Linked DNA regions of Mus musculus: regions 1, 2, 3, 4 and 5 are each linked to region 6. Evidence: chromatin contacts called from public Hi-C, HiChIP or PLAC-seq and promoter capture Hi-C data. All regions are on one chromosome and are shown on one strand. Each heading gives the region's core, a stretch centred on a gene start, on an enhancer-like site or on the middle of the called end of the contact. The rest is flanking DNA. Distances are from core to core; before and after follow the strand shown.

The links. Promoter capture Hi-C pulls out the DNA fragments that hold promoters and counts their contacts. A called contact is a pair of places that touch in the nucleus more often than the background predicts. HiChIP or PLAC-seq counts read pairs in DNA pulled down with a chosen protein or histone mark.
Region 1: a contact with region 6 is called in a promoter capture Hi-C map of pre-B cells, with 4 times the contacts expected there. The contact joins the promoter of A630019I02Rik here to the promoter of Fam151b in region 6.
Region 2: a contact with region 6 is called in an H3K4me3 HiChIP or PLAC-seq map of bone marrow-derived macrophages, with 4 times the contacts expected there. The contact joins the promoter of Cmya5 here to the promoter of Fam151b in region 6. A contact is called at or near these places in 1 of 39 promoter capture datasets (pre-B cells) and 1 of 115 datasets of contacts at active chromatin or transcription factors (bone marrow-derived macrophages).
Region 3: a promoter capture Hi-C map of the HPC-7 cell line shows a contact between it and region 6. The contact joins the promoter of Ckmt2 here to the promoter of Fam151b in region 6. A contact is called at or near these places in 16 of 39 promoter capture datasets (the 3T3-L1 cell line, the C10 cell line, the HPC-7 cell line and 11 more), 2 of 115 datasets of contacts at active chromatin or transcription factors (both in embryonic stem cells) and 4 of 9 other capture datasets (adipose tissue, embryonic stem cells, liver and 1 more).
Region 4: a contact with region 6 is called in a promoter capture Hi-C map of hippocampal neurons, with 2.2 times the contacts expected there. The contact joins the enhancer-like site here to the promoter of Fam151b in region 6. A contact is called at or near these places in 5 of 39 promoter capture datasets (the 3T3-L1 cell line, cranial neural crest, hippocampal neurons and 2 more) and 1 of 115 datasets of contacts at active chromatin or transcription factors (large pre-B cells).
Region 5: a contact with region 6 is called in a Hi-C map of B cells, with 11 read pairs. The contact joins the promoter of Homer1 here to the promoter of Fam151b in region 6. A contact is called at or near these places in 1 of 39 promoter capture datasets (liver) and 2 of 484 Hi-C or Micro-C datasets (B cells and liver).

Annotation. Positions count from the first base shown.
Region 1 is chr13:93,093,514-93,096,213 of GRCm38.p6, forward strand. It overlaps A630019I02Rik (RIKEN cDNA A630019I02 gene), which reads left to right and starts at 1,320. Exons shown (of 4, transcript NR_046182.1): 1 at 1,320-1,650; 2 at 2,201-2,226; 3 at 2,342-2,538. Cmya5 (cardiomyopathy associated 5) reads right to left here. Exons shown (of 13, transcript NM_023821.3): 2 at 1-2,700.
Region 2 is chr13:93,143,343-93,146,042 of GRCm38.p6, forward strand. Cmya5 (cardiomyopathy associated 5) reads right to left here and starts at 1,382. Exons shown (of 13, transcript NM_023821.3): 1 at 1,016-1,382. The coding sequence starts at 1,164. It overlaps Tent2 (terminal nucleotidyltransferase 2), which reads right to left. Exons shown (of 15, transcript NM_133905.3): 15 at 2,513-2,700.
Region 3 is chr13:91,875,516-91,878,234 of GRCm38.p6, forward strand. Ckmt2 (creatine kinase, mitochondrial 2) reads right to left here and starts at 1,370. Exons shown (of 10, transcript NM_198415.3): 1 at 1,307-1,370.
Region 4 is chr13:91,939,100-91,941,799 of GRCm38.p6, forward strand. The region is part of intron 18 of Rasgrf2 (RAS protein-specific guanine nucleotide-releasing factor 2); the gene reads right to left. Gm46435 (a long non-coding RNA gene) reads left to right here. Exons shown (of 3, transcript XR_003950706.1): 3 at 1,839-1,928. Among named protein-coding and RNA genes, the nearest start is that of Gm46435, 16 kb to the left of the region's middle. Within about 2 kb of position 1,277, at least 13 of the 459 cell types and tissues checked have an H3K27ac peak or open chromatin away from gene starts, as enhancers often do. A contact at or near this core is called in hippocampal neurons, where this site is marked.
Region 5 is chr13:93,302,410-93,305,109 of GRCm38.p6, forward strand. Homer1 (homer scaffolding protein 1) reads left to right here and starts at 1,348. Exons shown (of 10, transcript NM_147176.4): 1 at 1,348-2,700.
Region 6 is chr13:92,482,603-92,485,302 of GRCm38.p6, forward strand. Fam151b (family with sequence similarity 151, member B) reads right to left here and starts at 1,429. Exons shown (of 6, transcript NM_001163627.1): 1 at 1,326-1,429. The coding sequence starts at 1,350. It overlaps Gm52060 (a long non-coding RNA gene), which reads left to right and starts at 1,471. Exons shown (of 3, transcript XR_003950692.1): 1 at 1,471-1,534; 2 at 2,343-2,417.

The DNA.
Region 1 (2,700 bases), core at 70-2,569, 610 kb after region 6:
CTAATGGAGCTGAGGCAGGCACAGGAAGCTTCCTGTTTTCTTCTTGTTCTTTTCCTCTTCTCTGAAGCTCAGCGGGGCCCTTTTCTAAGATAGAAGGCCCTGGTTCCGTTCCGATGGGTTTTACTGGTTCTATACCTAAGGATCTATCTCTATCTCTACTATCAATGAGTTCTGACCCAGCAGTTGGTACTTCTGATAACTGTTTGTGCTTCTCAGGCTCTGGGGGGAGCTTTATAAGCTCTTGCTCTCCTGACAGGAAACTCCCCGGCACTGGAGAAGATGTCTCCTCTGCTTGCCTGTTCATCTCATGTCTGAGGGCCAGTAATGTTGGAGCTAAATCATCTGAAACTACATTTTCAGAATCAGGAGACCTTGTTATCTCCTCGTGTTTGTCATTTGGCACCGTGGGTTTGGATGTGGGTGACACTTGCAATGGAGGTGGCTCGTTGTCTTCTCTCTCTACCTCAACCCCTGAGTTGACAGGAAGTTTGGGTTCAGGCCTTAACACCTCTGAGGTAGACATGCTGGGCAAAGGCAAACCACTGCCTAACTCGCTCTTCCCTACTCCCTTTAAGCCTGGGTGTTCCACAGGGCTGGCAAGAGATGGATCTGTCAGGACTTCATCCCTGCCTAATTTAGTTGAATTTGAATCAAGCTTAGTTACTGGCACTGTGGTGGCAGAAGAGCTGGCTTCTGTGTCTTTCCCCATCTCTTCCATCAATGCTGGAAGTGCAGGTGGTGCAGGTGGACTGTGTTCTGCTCCCCTCTCTCTCCCCGATGAAGCCGCAGGAAGTTCCCTGGTTATTTTGGACTCCTGTTTCACTTCCGTTTTCACTGCAGATAAAACCTTAGGTCCAGAAATAGATGTTTCCTCTGGAGGTGAGTGTGGTTTTGCCACTTCAGGCTCATTCTTTGACAACATTCTCTGTTCTAGTTCAGAAGTCACAGTTGGAGCTAAATTGAGTTTGACATCCGCCTTTGGCTCATCTCCCAAGTCAGACAAAACTGAATATTTCATCCCAGACCCTGGAACATTTGGGAGCCGAGGCTCTGGTGTCTGATCCTGCGATTTGTGTGCTGTCGCTTCTTGAGAATCCAGCACAGCTTTTTCCCTTCCGACTCTGGGCAAAGCCATCTGTTCATCTGCACTTGTTAGAGTGAGAGGTGCTGTGGGCTCCTGCTCTGGCTTAAGCACACAGGTTGACTCGGGTGAAACTGAGGGCTGAGAGGTGGGCAAAACGGATGTGGTTTCTTCCTTTACCACTGATGAGAGTGCAGAAGAGGAAGCTGCTATTGTAACTGCTGGCAGACTACTCTTTGCATCTCTCTTCTCCCATCCACTGGTTGGTGGTGGTACCAAATCTTCAGCCTCAGGCTCCAAAGATGCCTGAGTTTTCTCCTGCTGTGCCAGGATGAGATATTCAGACACAGAGGTTGAAATTGTTGGAACATCTGACATAGTTTCTGCTTGGCCGGTCTTATCTGCCGAAGGTAGCAGGCTCAGATCTTCGAACACAGGCCTACAAGGGGAAGACTCCTCCCGCTCCTGCGATGGCTCAGAATGCTCAGGCACAGGCGTGACCACTGAGGACCCCGCCTCTTCTTCATCTGCCTCTGAGAAGTAGGGATAGTCTGGAGCAGACCTCCTAGGTAGTAATTCGTCTGGCTCGACCTTGTTTTGCTCTGTTTCTGCGATTCGGTATGGTGGGATTGACACCTGTGATGCTGAATCCGGAGAAAAGAGGTCAGCCTCTTCCGTGTCCTCATCAGACAGAACAGTCTGCTCAGAGGGGGACGTTAAGCACAGTGGAGAATCCCGCCCCAGCTCTCTCTTCTCTAGTTCCTGAGTCGGATAGGGTGAGAATGAGAATTCTGACGCAAATGCAGAATCAGGGGAAAGGGGCCCAATATTGTCCTCTTCCTGCCCTTGCTCTGATAGACCTGTGGGTGAGGAGGCACCCTTTAGAAGCAGAGGAGATGTGTGGCCAAGCTCTGGTGTGGAAGAGAATGAGCCCCGCTGCTGGTCTCTGCTCCCTTCTTCTGATTGGACCACTTGTTCGGATGAGATGGCCCAGGGAGGTGGGGCATGGCTTTCAGAAAGCAGCTCAGTGGTTTGTGGGGGGAGAGCGCATTCCACTGCAGAGACCTCATTGGATGAAGATAGCCCAACTCCAATGGCTTCCTTTTCTTCTTCTAACAGGGTTGCAGGATCAGAAAGGCCTCTTGGTTTGAATTGGGGCATGTCATCTATTGTTTTTTGGGGGGATTCCCGTGTTGCATTTTGTGAAACCGAGGGTTTAAATGGCAGCTTTGAATCTGATGCGAAACTTCCACTTCCTAGACTCTCATCTTCCGATAGAACTGCCTGGCTCAGTGCTGCTGGGGGAAGTAGCCCAATATCTTCTTTCTCATCTTCTGCCTGAATGATGGGCTCAGAAACACGTTGGGACTTTAATGGGAGCTTGTGGTCACCTGTTTTCAACAGCAACTCTTGCGCATGTGCTGGAACAGAATACTCAGCCGCAGATTCAGATTCTGGTGAGTGACACACGCTCTCTGAGGCCTCATCTCCAGACAGGACTGGTGAAACTGTTGAAAAGAGTGGGGACTGGATGGCAGATGTCTTCTCAGTGGTGGATGGAGAAAGAGACTGCTCAGATACAGAGGTCATAGCTGGGGAATAAGACTCACGTTCCTCGT
Region 2 (2,700 bases), core at 132-2,631, 660 kb after region 6:
ACCAGCGGAGCCATCTCCCCAGCCTTCAATGCCACTCTTGGGCTACTCCAACTTGAACAATTCTGGTCTTGGTTGGGCATTCTGAAATGATAAACCATCACTTGCCACCCCCAAAGCCTTTTGATAGGACCACCCAGGAAGAGATACCATTGATGACATGCTTACGATTAAACAAAACATCCATACTACTATTGTCATTTTAGGGCTGGATGAAAAGGGACAAAGTAGAGACAAAGTAGAAAGCCTTAATGCGTGCACACACACACACACACACACACACACACACACACGTATGTATGTATATAGTATTACTTAATCTCATTCGCCTTATTGATAGATATTTAGGACCAGAACGACTTTTAGGACAGACGTTGCTAAAACATCACCCAGGAGAGCCCAGCTGGCCTGGAAATCAGTCTTCCTGCTTCTGCCTTTCTATTATTGGAATCACAAGGGCAGGCCAGCCACACCTGGCCTTCATGATTCTTCCCTCTAAGGAGTGTATGGGATGTTTGCACCAAAATAGCTTCCATACAGCAAACTAGCCCAGCGCTAGAACTCTAGGAGGCTGCCATACCTTTGAAGGTAATGGACAGAGCCTTCTGACTCCAGACCCTTCCCCAAGCTCAGGCAGGCAAGATTGATCCAGGGCGGGGAGCCAGAGGCAAGTATTCCAGCACAGTTTTGCGGTTAGGCAGAACCCCAAGTAAGTCTCCAAGAATAAACGAGCAAGTCACAAGGAGCTGGGAGGCGGGGGTGGGGGAGGGGGTGGGGGCCGACTGTGAACTTTGCTGCAGGCGGACCTGTCACTCCTGCTGACAGCAAGCACCTTGCACCTTCAAGTTTTTAAAGAAGGCGGCGCGTCCCAGACAGTGTGCTTGGCTCCGGGGAAATGAACTTCTGAGGTTGGAAAGGGAAAGGAAAAGGTTGGGGGGGGGGGGGTGGCCACTGGCCCGGCGGGACACCTGTGGAGTGGACAGCTTTGTTAGGTCCGGGCGGTTCCCGCTCAGGCTACCTGGCGTCGGGCTCCTCCTCCGACTCGGCCGCCGTCTCCTCCCCCTCGCCCTCCGACTCCTCCTCCGTCTCCAGCTCCTGGGCCACCTCCTCGTCTGCACCCCATCCTAGGAAGCCCTGGGCTGCGAGTCCGCTGTCGCCGCTCTCCATCGCGCCTGTCCTGGCCGGAGTCGGAGCTGCCCACGCCTCGCCCGGTGTTCTCCGTCTGACTGCACTTTGCCAGGGCCCGCGGGGCTGCTTGGGTTCCCGGCGCGCGGGGCGGGGTCGCCCCAAGCCTTTAAATAGAAGGCGTCAAGAAAGTTTCGCCACGGAGCTTCTGCGGCCCTGGCTCAGCTTCCTCTGGTTCCAGTCCCTGCCAACTTCCCCGCCCGTTTTGGCAGATCTTCAGCGGCCTTTGTGGCCAGGGCAGAAAGCAGTGTTGAGCGTCAAAAGGACCCACCAGCCCAGCCTTCCATCTAGTGGCCTGGTGGTTCTTACACTTCTAGCTGAGCTGCGGGTGCTTCGTGCCAAATGAGGCAGCATCCAGAGAAGATAACGTTATGGTTTGTAGCTAGCTTAAGGCCCCACTGCTCTTACTGTGACAATGGAAACAAACTAGCGCCCTAGGGGACTAAGATCTCATTGGATCAAGTAAAGCCAGTGCTTAACCTGTCAACCACTGCTCTAGGACGAAAGCCCAAGATCCTCATAGAGATCAAATCCTGACTAATCCACTTTTAGAAATCAGGTATTTACACAGTATCAAGTGAATTCTTTCTGCCTGAGAGGCCCACCTGTTCACTTATTCAAGATCACCACCTTTCTCTGAAATCTCCATGTTTGAACTCCTGCTCCTCTCCAGGAACTCAAAGCAGTCTTTTGAATATGATTGTTTCTGTTTGTAAGATAATGTTTCTGAAAAGGCCTAGACCTGTTTAGTACAACGGTTAGAAAGACGGCTAGATCTCCAAACCTTTATTTTAATCATCGCAGATTCTTACAATTGTTAAATGAGATGGAAACTAAGGGTATTATTCTCCAGTTACATCAGCTTGTGTGCTGTACATCGGGTCTGAGGACAGAGAGGTATAGATAGGCATCCTCTTTTACCACTGATTTTGCCAAGACCCTATTTCAAACTAACTCAAAATTTAGAATTATTTAGAGTCCACACGTCTAATACTAACAATATTTTAACAGCACATCCAAACAAAAAATGTAGTATTCACTTGAAATTGAAAAGATTTTAAGTCTCCAGCTGGGGAAATGCTCAATGGGTGGAGCACTTGCGTAGCAGACACCGGCTGTGTTTAATCCCTAGCACTGAAAAGAAATTGTAAAAAACCAAACACCTTTAGCTGATACAGCTGGACTGCCCTGAGTATATGATCTTAAGTGCTGGCTCATGGATTCCAGTATGCAGATTTCTTAAGCCTTTTGTCTATTTGTTACAACAAATAGTCTGACTAGGAGAGTGGAACCACTGAAAACAACATGGTGGCAATGCAAGAGTCCACACTACGGCAAAGTCTGAGGCTTTATTAAATGCCATAGTGCTGCAGAGTAGAACACCCGTCCCCAAGGGACTATGATTGACAAACATTACCTGAGGTCACACTGAACTGTTATACTCAATACACTCTGAGAAAGCGCTGCACAATGTGGGATAAATCTTAGAAATGTTTCCAAGAAAAAAAATCATATGTA
Region 3 (2,719 bases), core at 120-2,619, 610 kb before region 6:
TTAAAGAGAGGCTTCCCTGGTCCCCTGTCCATGCTCTGACACTGTGATTTTACCAGGAAGCTGTGCATAGCTTAGCCCACAGACATGACTGGCTCCATGCATAGATAGGGGCTTTGAAAAAGGTGCCTCTCAGTGTGAGCAGCAGGCAAGGCCTCAGCAGCCAACAATGTCTGGTCTTCCTGCCACCCCTGATGTCATTTTCTCCACGAAAGGACAGAATAGAAGGACACAGATGGGAGAGGAAGTGACAGATGTCCACTGGGAGAGCAGCCTCCTGGGAAGTCTACAGTTAATCTAACAGCACGTTGTCCTGACTGCCCAGCTAGCACTGTGCTGGTCATAGAACCTGGCTGTGCTTTTGGAAGGTTCAGAGGACAGCAGTGAGGGTAAAGGGTGCTTTGGTTTGTTGGGCTAGTGTCACTTTTCATACATTCAAAGCAGAGCTTCCAAAGGCATGGACTTCACATACAAGGGCAGGGTGACAATGACAATCCTCCAAGAGCCAAGCAACTAAGTAAGCCATATGAAGCTTATTTTTCATTTTCCTTCTAAAGATGGAGCTTTACGTAGTTCACTTTCAGTATATTAACTCTTTCAGGACTGAATCTCTGGCAGTAGCATTAGCCAGTTAAGAGGAATCCAGGCCACTAGTAACCAATTTTGCTCTTTTGGAGAGCCTCAAATCAACATAAATTTTCTAGCTAATTCATGCCAAGTCATTAGGCATCTCTTTTGATGCAACTGAGGAAAAACACTACCAGACACGAGTGGATTGGTCTCTGCAAATTATTAGAGAATGAAATGTAACATCTAAACTTATCACTTACCCCACGTTTTGGGTCAAAATCCCACATTTAGATTTTTTTTCCACAGAATTTTCTTTTCTTTTCTTTTCTTTCCGAGACAGGGTTTCTCTGTGTAGCCCTGGCTGTCCTGGAACTCTCTCTGTAGACCAGGCTGGCCTTGAACTCAGAAATCTGCCTGCCTCTGCATCCCAAGTGCTGGACTAAAGGCGAGCTCCACCACTGCCCAGCTCCACAGAATTTCTTAATTTACTATGAAACAGAGGCACTGTGAGCTAAGGTTCTGGGTTCGCTGGTTGAGCTGCCAGTGCTCATGCCCAGGGAAAAACGTGATTCCAGGCAAGGGCAACCCTCTTGCCACATCACGTTCCCATTTCTATCTGGCCCACCGTTTCTTATTAAGCGTTGCCTACATGGTTGTGGGTCCCATGTGCTAAGGCTCACCATGGTTGGTTCTAGTACTGTCCTTTAGAAAGACCATGCATTTGGAGCATCTGACTGACCTTGAAGCTGGAGGAGTCTGTCGTATCCAGATCCTGCTGCGTGCACACAGCCAAGAAGTGTAACAGGAGCCTGTGGGGCTCAGCTTAGAAAAGGCTACTTTGCTGGGCGGGACTGGAGTCCTTTTCAACCAATCCCTCATGAGACCTCCACCCCACAGACTCCCCCAGCTGTGTCCTTGAAGGCCAGCCTCTGACTCTTCTGCTATTGGGCCAGGTGTCCTTTCTAGAACCTGCCATTTCTATGAAACATTTGCCTCTCCCTGAACGGGCAGACCTTTGACTTGGCTTGCCAGTCTGGTCTGCAGACAGTTGTTACTCTGAGAGGGAGTTCCTCCCTGCAGCTCACCTGGTTGGGGCCAGTCCTAGCTTAGGGTACAAGGGTCAGCAAAGGAAACTACCTGCTAGGAAAACACTTCTCTCGGAGGGGAAAGGCTGGCCCTGGAGAATAAAGGCTAAGAGGAAGTCTCAGGTGATCTATTTCCAGCTGTTAGAAGCAAACAGGAAGGCCTCCTTACAACTTGTTGTCTGGGACTTGGGTTCAGGGACAATCAATGATCGTCACTATCACGTTCAAGATCAGGATATCTGAAACAGAGACTAGATTCTCTCACCTTCTATTCACACCAGTTTATATGACCACCGCACAGCCTAGCAGACCGTATCCCTGCTAAAAATAGCTTCCTAGGGCATCTGCTAAGTAAAGGTTCCTATGAATAGCAACAAACCACCCGGGTTCTGGACAGCAGCCCTGCCATTTCAAAGGAGCTTGCCTCTGCTTCTCCTGGCCATCACGTACTCAGCTTCCGCAGCCATATCAGCGTCACTAGCTCAAACCTCTCTCTCCCTTCTTAGCGTACAGCCAGACCCAGAGAGTTGTTGGATAGAGGGATAGGGGACAAGAATCGTGGTCCCTAAGCAGGTCAGTGTCCTTCTTAGCTAAAGTGTCTTTAAACTTGACCCAACGTGTCCTTAAACTTGACCCACAGCAGAGGTAATTTGTTCACTCTTTTCATTCGATGCAGATTGGGTGAGGACAGGAGTGGGGGTTCTGGGAAGTATGTGTGTGCAGTTTCTCATCTAATTTTCTCCAAAGTATGCTTACGATTTAACCACTATGTGTTTGTTATAGCCTAGTTAACGTGTGCACTGCTGTCTGCTGAGACATGGCTTTCACTGATCAGAAAGCTTTTTGTACTACCTTTCAACGTGTGATATACTCAGATATTTTCTAGACTTTTCAGTTGTTTCATTAGAGCAATCCAAATGGAGCAAGCTACAATGACTTCATGATCCTCCGGAATCTCAAACCCAACTGGCCTACTCTATCATCTCAGATTACAGTTCCTGGGCCCCAGTGGCCTCTAGAATCACAAGCACTAAGCTGTGGGACTGTGAGACCTGAAGGACTTTGTA
Region 4 (2,700 bases), core at 27-2,526, 540 kb before region 6:
GTTTAACCACATGGCCAGTAATGACACAGATTATAACCAGTGTGCTGGAAGTTCACATCACAATCAGTGTTTACCTCATGCCTGCCCATCTAAGCTCCTCAACTAAAATGTCCAATTTTAAAGAGCAGAGGTAATGCTTTTGGGGGATGGGGTGGTAGTAGTGTAATGGAGCCCTTACATGTTAGGCAGGCAGTCTGCTTTAGTGTGCCCTCACATGTAGCCCTCAGATTTCATTTTCTGTTTCCACTGGCAGCAGACAAAAGATTTAGACAACTGAATGAAGAACAAACAAAATCAAGAAAACACACACACACACATATGTAAAATTCAGTGAGTAATGAAGGAATTTTAGGAGAGATCTGAGTCTTCATAATGGTCTGTGATGATCCTCTCTGATTTACACCTTGTGCTTAGAACTTCTCTGGAGTCTGAGCCTGGCGTATACTCCCTAAACTCTAGCCCTTGAGAGGTGAGAGCAGAAGAACTGTGCCTTTGAGACTTGTCTAATATACACAGCCCTTCAAGGCCAGCCTGAGCTACATAGTGAGACTACATCTCAATCTCCCCAAGAAGTAGGGAAGCAGTTCAGTGGAACACTTGCCTAGTGTGTGTACCCCTGAGTTCAATCCCCACTCTACAAAGAGAGAAGGAAATCTCCCAATGGCTCTCAGTTCTGGGAGTCTTCCCAGCAAAGTGGGACCCAGAGGTCAACAGGGCTTGGATAGTTCACTCTACCCTCCTTGCCTGATCCTTTTTTTTTTTTTTTTTTTTGATCCCTTCACTACAGCCTCTCCTCTAAAGCTATTGGCTCAGTTTCCAGTTAGTTATATTACAGGAGGCAGGGTTTGAGGCTCAAAATCTCAAGTAACCATATGGTGAATGCAAAACATCTGTTGTCCTGGTAATGAAAAAATCCCTTAATCTTTTTTTCTCAGAATGCTTTAACATTTTTGTCTTAAGATTTCTAAATATCTTATAATTTTGAGGGTCCAGCTCTACCAAGAAGGGGGTTGTAAACTGGACCGAAACAAGCTCCTGGAAGTCAAAAGGCCGGGCCACGCGTAACACTGAGGCCAACATTAATTTTATCTCAAAATGATAATTACATCTTTAAACTCAGCATCACAGACAGACAATGGCTACACAGGGAGGAACATCTCCATCTGCAGAGGAGAGTGGAGCCATTAAGTGCCTCTCTATTGCTAAGCAACAGTGGAGCTAAGATCAAGAGACTCAAACATCACAAAGATGAGTCGATTCAGTTCTGAGCCCTACCGGTGATGGGAGAGGAGCAGCGCTGAGCAGAAACTCGGGCTATGAGGCAGACACATGTAATGTTACTGATGTCACATATACCATTTTCATTTCAACGTATTTGCTAGAACATAATCACAGGCCAGTATGTGTTCTGTGGGGGAGAACACAGACATGCTTCTTTTTCCAAAATGAAAATGCATTCATTAAATTCAATTTGATCAAGAATAAACTGAGTAAGCCTTAGGAATCTATGATGTCATCTGTATTGGTTACTCATCACTGTATTTATAAATTACTGTAAAACTTAAAGGCAAACAACAAGAACCTGTTATCTCAGGTTTTTCAGGATTCAATACTGGGACATGGCTCTGGGTTTCAAATGAATTCCTAAGTCTACATGCTCAACAGGCCTATAGTTGCTTGGAAGCTCTCCTAGGGCTTCCAGTATATTCCCAAGCTCATACACATGCCGCTGGTGGGCAGATCTCTTTAGTTTCTTGATTCATTGGTCTTTCCTTATGACAAGGAGACTGGTGGGGCAGATATTCCATCTTCAATTACATTAAAATATTTGTCAGCAGGAGATCTGTGACTGGACAGTAAAAGGGGAAGCAGAGTGAAGAGTTGCAGAGACAGAGAGCAACTTGGAGGAGAGGAAGAAGCCAAGATGGAGGCGGATGGACAGGAAGAAGATCCTGATCCCTCGTGGTTTTAAATAGCCACAGGTAGTTATGAATATCATATAGGGATAGAATAATTGGCATAACTTGTCTGATCTTGGTGGGCAGCTTGTATCATTATCAATTGGTTCTGAAATTATTGTGTGGGCATCTTGTGAATTGAGAATTTATTGATATATAAATCTGACTTGTTCATTATAAGCTTCTAGAGTTTCATTTCTACCGGGTTGCTGGGTGTTGTGGTGGCTGACCGTGGGTTGGACAGTTGTTGCCTGGGGCTGGCATGGCAGGGAAGGGAATTCAGGAGCTCTGGCCCAACTGGAGAGTTGGTGGGCAGAGAGTAGCTGTAGAGAGCATAGGAACTTGGTGGTTCTATTTTAATATTTCCCGCAACAGACTTGTTTCTTCCATAGCAAGTGGACCAAGAAAGCAATAGCCCAAGAGAGAGCACACTATTCCTTTGATGACTGAGTTAGTTAGTTTTCTGTAACTGAGACAAAACATCTGAGAAAACTATTCATGGATTTAGTTTGGGCTCATGATTTTAAAGATTTGAGTTTATGATCATTTGGACTCTGCAGTAGTTGAGACAGACCATCTGAGCAAGCAGCACGGTGCACAGCAGAGCAGCATACAGAGACAGAGGAAGACTCCCAGGGAAAGATGAACCCATCATAGTCCCACCCTAGGTGACTGTGATGGTTGACACTGTCAACTTGACAGGACCTAGAATCACCTAGGCACACTTCAGAGCTCACTAAGG
Region 5 (2,700 bases), core at 98-2,597, 820 kb after region 6:
AGAGCCCAGGTGTTCAAGATCTTAATCAAACAAGGCAAAACAAAACCCACCACTCCTGGCATGATCTATAGAATTTTAGCTGACTTTCTTTTGAACTGCATTGGCATTGATGTACTATTCTTCTAAGGACAATTTAATGATTTTGTAATAATATCATGTCCTGGATTTCTCGGGTCACTTCAGGTTTTGAATGAAGTGAGTTTCATGTTTCATGTCAAATGAGTTTAGTTTGTAAAATGTGGTCACTGACTCTTTGGAGTAACTGAAGTACTAATGGCCTTTAGCAGGGTGCAGCACTTCTATTTCTGAACCACAATTGTCAAGTTAAATGGAATAAAAGCAAAACTCATTCTGTGAGTCTAACCAATAAAAGGCCCTTAACAACACAGGGCCATTTTAAAACTTCATGACTTTAAAAACACAATTTCACATATGCAGCTATAAATTTATAGACGGCTAGTCATCCTTGCCACATTAAAAAAAATGAAAATATACTCGAGAGCTATTGTGCTTACAAGATTCAAAATAATCAGGAACCCAAACGTATGTTTGTGTTAATAAAGTAGGACTTTGTTTCCAGACTGTAATTCATATCCTTGGTAAGTCAGACCTAAGGTGATTCGTTGGCACTTGCGATGCTGTAGAAGGGTAATTATCTGAGGGAACTAAGTTTACTTTAATGAATTTGACTCATTATGCCTTGCAGAACCATGGCTATGCAGCGAACTGCAACATTTAGAACATTTGGAAATCTCATTCTGCTTTAATTACTATCCTTTGTAACAAGAGGTTTGCTCCTAACTCTACTCTTTTTTTTTTTTTTTTTTTTTTTTTTTAAGTTAAAACGCACGCCTTTAGGAGGGGAGAAAGCTTAAAAGTTGACTATGTTCAGAATGGTATTTAGGATTCCTAAAATTAACGGTGGTTTTCCCCGAGTCTACCAGCAGTGATCACTCTCCCTCCCACGATTCCCTGCAGGTTGGGATGTGAACAGCCCGGGGATGCTGCTGCAAACCCAGTGGGAGAGGGAGACAGGACTTTACCGGCGACACTTCGGCACTGTTGCTATGAGTGATTCATTCGCATATGGCACATTTGTGCCAAGGAAACCTCCTCCCGCCGCTTCCTTCTCCGAGCTCTCCTCAGACTGTCTCCGGCGCCTTGGCCTTTAAGGAGAAGCGAGAGAACCGGGAGCAGGTGGGCCCGGAGCAGCTCGCTCAGCCCGCCTCCCCCAGCTCTTTCCCTAATTTAGCAGTACTTCCGGCCGCGTGACATCATCCCCCGCACAAGCTGACGTGAGCGGAGGGTGACGTATGTGCGGAGAGGAGCGCGCTGACGTTGCTATTTAAAGGTCCTTCTGCGGGGAGGATGGAGACACAGCGCGAGCACCCGGCGTGCGGAGCGGACGAGGCCGTGGCGGCCCAGAGCCAGCGCAGGAGCCGAGCGCACTGCCCGTCCGCCGCCGGCCGCTAGGGGAGGGGAAGGAAAAAGGGACGGACCGACGGACCGGCCAGCTCATCCCCTCCGGTGTTGTTCCTCAGCGCCCCGGTCCGAGCCCGGGCCCCGCCTCCGCCGCGCCCCACCTCCTCCGCCGGCCTGCGGCGGCGGCAGCGCTCCGCCCCTCGAGCCGGGAGGGCCGCGCTCTCCGCCCCGCCCCGCCCCGCCCCGCCCCCTCTCCTGCTCCGCTGCCGTGCTCGTCTCACGCCGGCGGCGCGGACCGGGAAGCGGCGCCCTCGGCTGCGCTCGGTTCGGAGCCCGCTCCGTGGAGTCAGAGGCAGCGACGGGCGCCAGGCCGCCCGGGCCGACGGAGTCAGCCGCTGAGGGGAGTGTAAGGAGGCAGCGGCAGCCCCGGGAATGTGAGGCGGCGCGGAGCGGGAGAGACGAGCCGGGGTGGGGGCACGAGCCGCGGCTGCCGTGCCTCGGACGAGCCGCCAGCCTCTCGCCTCAGCGCGCGGCCGCCGGGAGCTTGGGGGCTGGGTGCAGGGGACCGCGCGGGGTTGGGTTCTCTGATTCATTCATTCTCCGCCGTCGGGAGCCCGAGGCCGCGGGTGCTGCGAGGAGAGGCGGGAAGAGGGGGCGGCCGCGAGCGGGGCTCCATTGTGCTCGGCGGGGGCCGGGAAGCCAAAGGAGGTGGGCTCGGGCCCCTGCGCTGCTCCCCGGCGGCTGCGCCCCCAGCTAGCTGCCAGCCTGGAAATGGCTCCGCTGCTGCTCCTCGGGAAAACGAATCGATCCTTCCCAGCCTTCTCTGCCTGCTCTCCACCTCCTCTCTGCTCCGAGTCTTAGGAGGACGAACATTCAAAGGACAGATTCCAATGTGGTGTGCCGTGCACATCGGGAGCGGCTGGGGTTTGCACTTCGAGATTTCTTCTATATAATTTTTTTTTTTAAACGTAAGGGAGGCAGTAGCATTGCTGCCTGTAGGATTTTTATTCAAGTGCACGTCGCGTTGGGTTGCACGCTCCACCCCCAGGGACCTGGTGTGGTGAAATTTGAACCCACCGCCTTAGCCCAAAAAGGCCGAGTAACCTGGCTGCCTGAGTGTCGTGGAAGACGTGAGCGAAATGACCAGCGAACTCATTTTTTATCAGACTTGCTGAAGCTGGCTTTTGCGTTTTTTCTACACGTACGCTTAATTTTGTGGAATAGTTAAGTGCTATATTCTCCGCGCAACCTTTTCAAATTCCAAATGTTTGAACATTT
Region 6 (2,700 bases), core at 179-2,678:
CCTGGAGCTTACCAAGAAGACAACTCTGAGTGGTGTGCTATCTCCTTCCATGGATCCATCTGTTCCCATCCCCCCCAGTGCCCTCCTGTACCAGGGTCCCTGGTTTTCACACAGGCTGTGTGGATGGAACTCTTGTCCTCATGCCTGCAAGGCAAGAAGCTTTGCAAATGAGCTCTTTCTCCAGCCCTGCCAATGTGATTTTGACACCTACCTCTCCCTCTTTTGTGGGCCTCGTGGGAAGAAATACCTAAGAAATTGATATTGAATTGATCTACTATGGGTTGGGAGGGGAAAAGTCTCACCTTACCCAATAAATATGCACCATAAACATTTACAGAAACTTTCTTAAAATTCACAGTACAAAACCAGAGGGAGGCCCCCAACCTTGAGAGAGTCCACTCTATTCCTTCTTTGACGTTTGATAAATATAAGAACAAATAAAAAGAGTGTGAAGTTGAAGAGAGGTTTGGTAAGATCTGGGGGAGAGGGAAAGATAAATTGATCAAAATACATTGTTTAAAATCTTCAAAGGTTTTATGCAAAATAAAGAAATATTTAATGTTTATGTGTGTGTTAAAAAGCAGAGACGGAGAGATGGCTCAGAGGTTAAGAGCACCAACTGCTCTTCAAATTTGAAGGTCCTGAGTTCAAATCCCAGCAACCACATGGTGGCTCACAACCATTCGTAATGAAATCTGATGCTCTCTTCTGGGGTGTCTGAAGACAGCTACAGTGTACTTACATTTAATAAATGAAAAATCTTAAAAAAAAATAAAATAAAGAAGGTAGAGGGCTGAAGAGATGGCCTAGCAGTTAAGGGCACTGACTGCTCTTCCAGGGGTCCTGAGGTCACTTCCCCAGCAACCACATGGTGGCTCTCAACCATCTGTAATGGAATCCGATGCCCTCTTGTGGCGTGTCTCAAGACAGCTGCAGTGTACTCATACAAATAAAACAAAACAAACAAACAAAAAGTGAAAGGTTAAAAAAAAAAGATAATGTGGTATGTATGTAAGACCTTTTTGGAAGGATCCACCCACGAATGTGTAGCAGAAATTTGAGGGGGAAATGGGCTAATGATTGGGAAGGACTAGAGACCTTACTGAACCATTTTGAACTTTTAATATCAAAAATGAATTTTCCTTTTGTATCTAAACAATCGATTTACCCTAAATTGTTTCTACCTTTGTCACACGGAGATACTCTTCGGCCTCAGTTAAATCAGCCACCACTTGAACACCCCGCAGACACTGGCATTTACAACTCAATAACAAAACAGGAAAAAGAGTAGGCGGTACCCTGCCCGCTGAACCCTCCACACTTACCCGGGCCCCCTGCACATGCTGCCATGGTGACAGACAGACGCAGCGATCTGCGCAGGTGCACAAGGTTGGCAGTCTCCTGGTTGTCTTCCTGGCGGAAGCCAGATGACCTGACCGGAACCTCTGCGCCAGTGATGTAAAAGGTGCGCATGCGCACTGGAACTGCTAGGCTTGGGGCAGGGAGAGAAGCGGGGATAGTGGGAAGAGAGGAGGTGGGTCGCGGGGAGAGGATTGCGGGGCACATTTCCCATAGTGCAGTGGTCCAGTTCTGGTGTGGAGCTACTCATTCTAGGGTACAGCGGGCTGCAAAGCTAGAATACATTACCTGACAGCACAAACGGAAGTGGTTCTCGCCCAACCCTTCAGAGAGTAAAATTTTTAAGTCACTCTGACTTGAGTGGCAATTTTGGCCTCAACCGGGTCTCCAAAGTCTCTGGATTTCCTCCAGCTCAGCCAGAAAATATAGCCCCATTGCTTTATGGTCTTTGGTTTTCTACCTGTATCTTCACATTTAAACTTACTTCTTTACAAACAGCATAAACCACACACCTCTCACCTCAAGAGTTTATTCCTGAACCAAGTATGAGTGATAATCGTTCTAGAACACGAAACCAGTTGCCCCAGACATATTGCATAGTTTAGTAGTGTTTTTCGCTGTTTAAGAAAGTTATATATCCTGGAAAATTTCAAATACTTTTGTGGAAACATCAGGCATGCAGTTTACAGCAAACTGAGTGCACGTTTCCGTTCCTATCCGACGGTTCTTGGGTTTCAGGCTGGTACTGTGTTAACACATTCCAAAAGTTTCACCTAGTCACAAGGACATGAGGTCAAGTAAGCAATGCAATTAAGGGAGCTAAACACAGCACAAGAAGATGCTGCTAGAGCTTCAACATTCCAACACCCTCACCCTGGAAGTTCTAACCACCAGCCTTGTTAGTAATGAAATTGCTATTATCAAAGTACTCCTACGAATACAGGCAAGATTTCTAATGGATTTTTGTTCCTTTCTGCAATTAGGATGCTTTTTACCAATCGCGGAGTAAAAAACGTTCAGACAGAAGCAATGGAACCTACTTACACTCCATAACCCAGGTAATTAATATAGTATGACTACACAATGCTACACTGTAAGTAAGAAATGTCACTATGAACACGGTGTGGATGACCCTGGAAAAGTTAAAAACTATGAGTCGTTGCGTATGTAAAGGAAATCACTGTCAGGTAGGCAGCTGTGCCCTGTGCTCACTGCAATGTTAACTCCTAAAAGCAAGACACAAAACCAACCTAAGATCCACCAGTAGATGAATAGATAAAATGTAGCAAGGCCCATCATGAAGTTCAGGGTTCATATAGGAGACCCTGTTATTTGCAACAA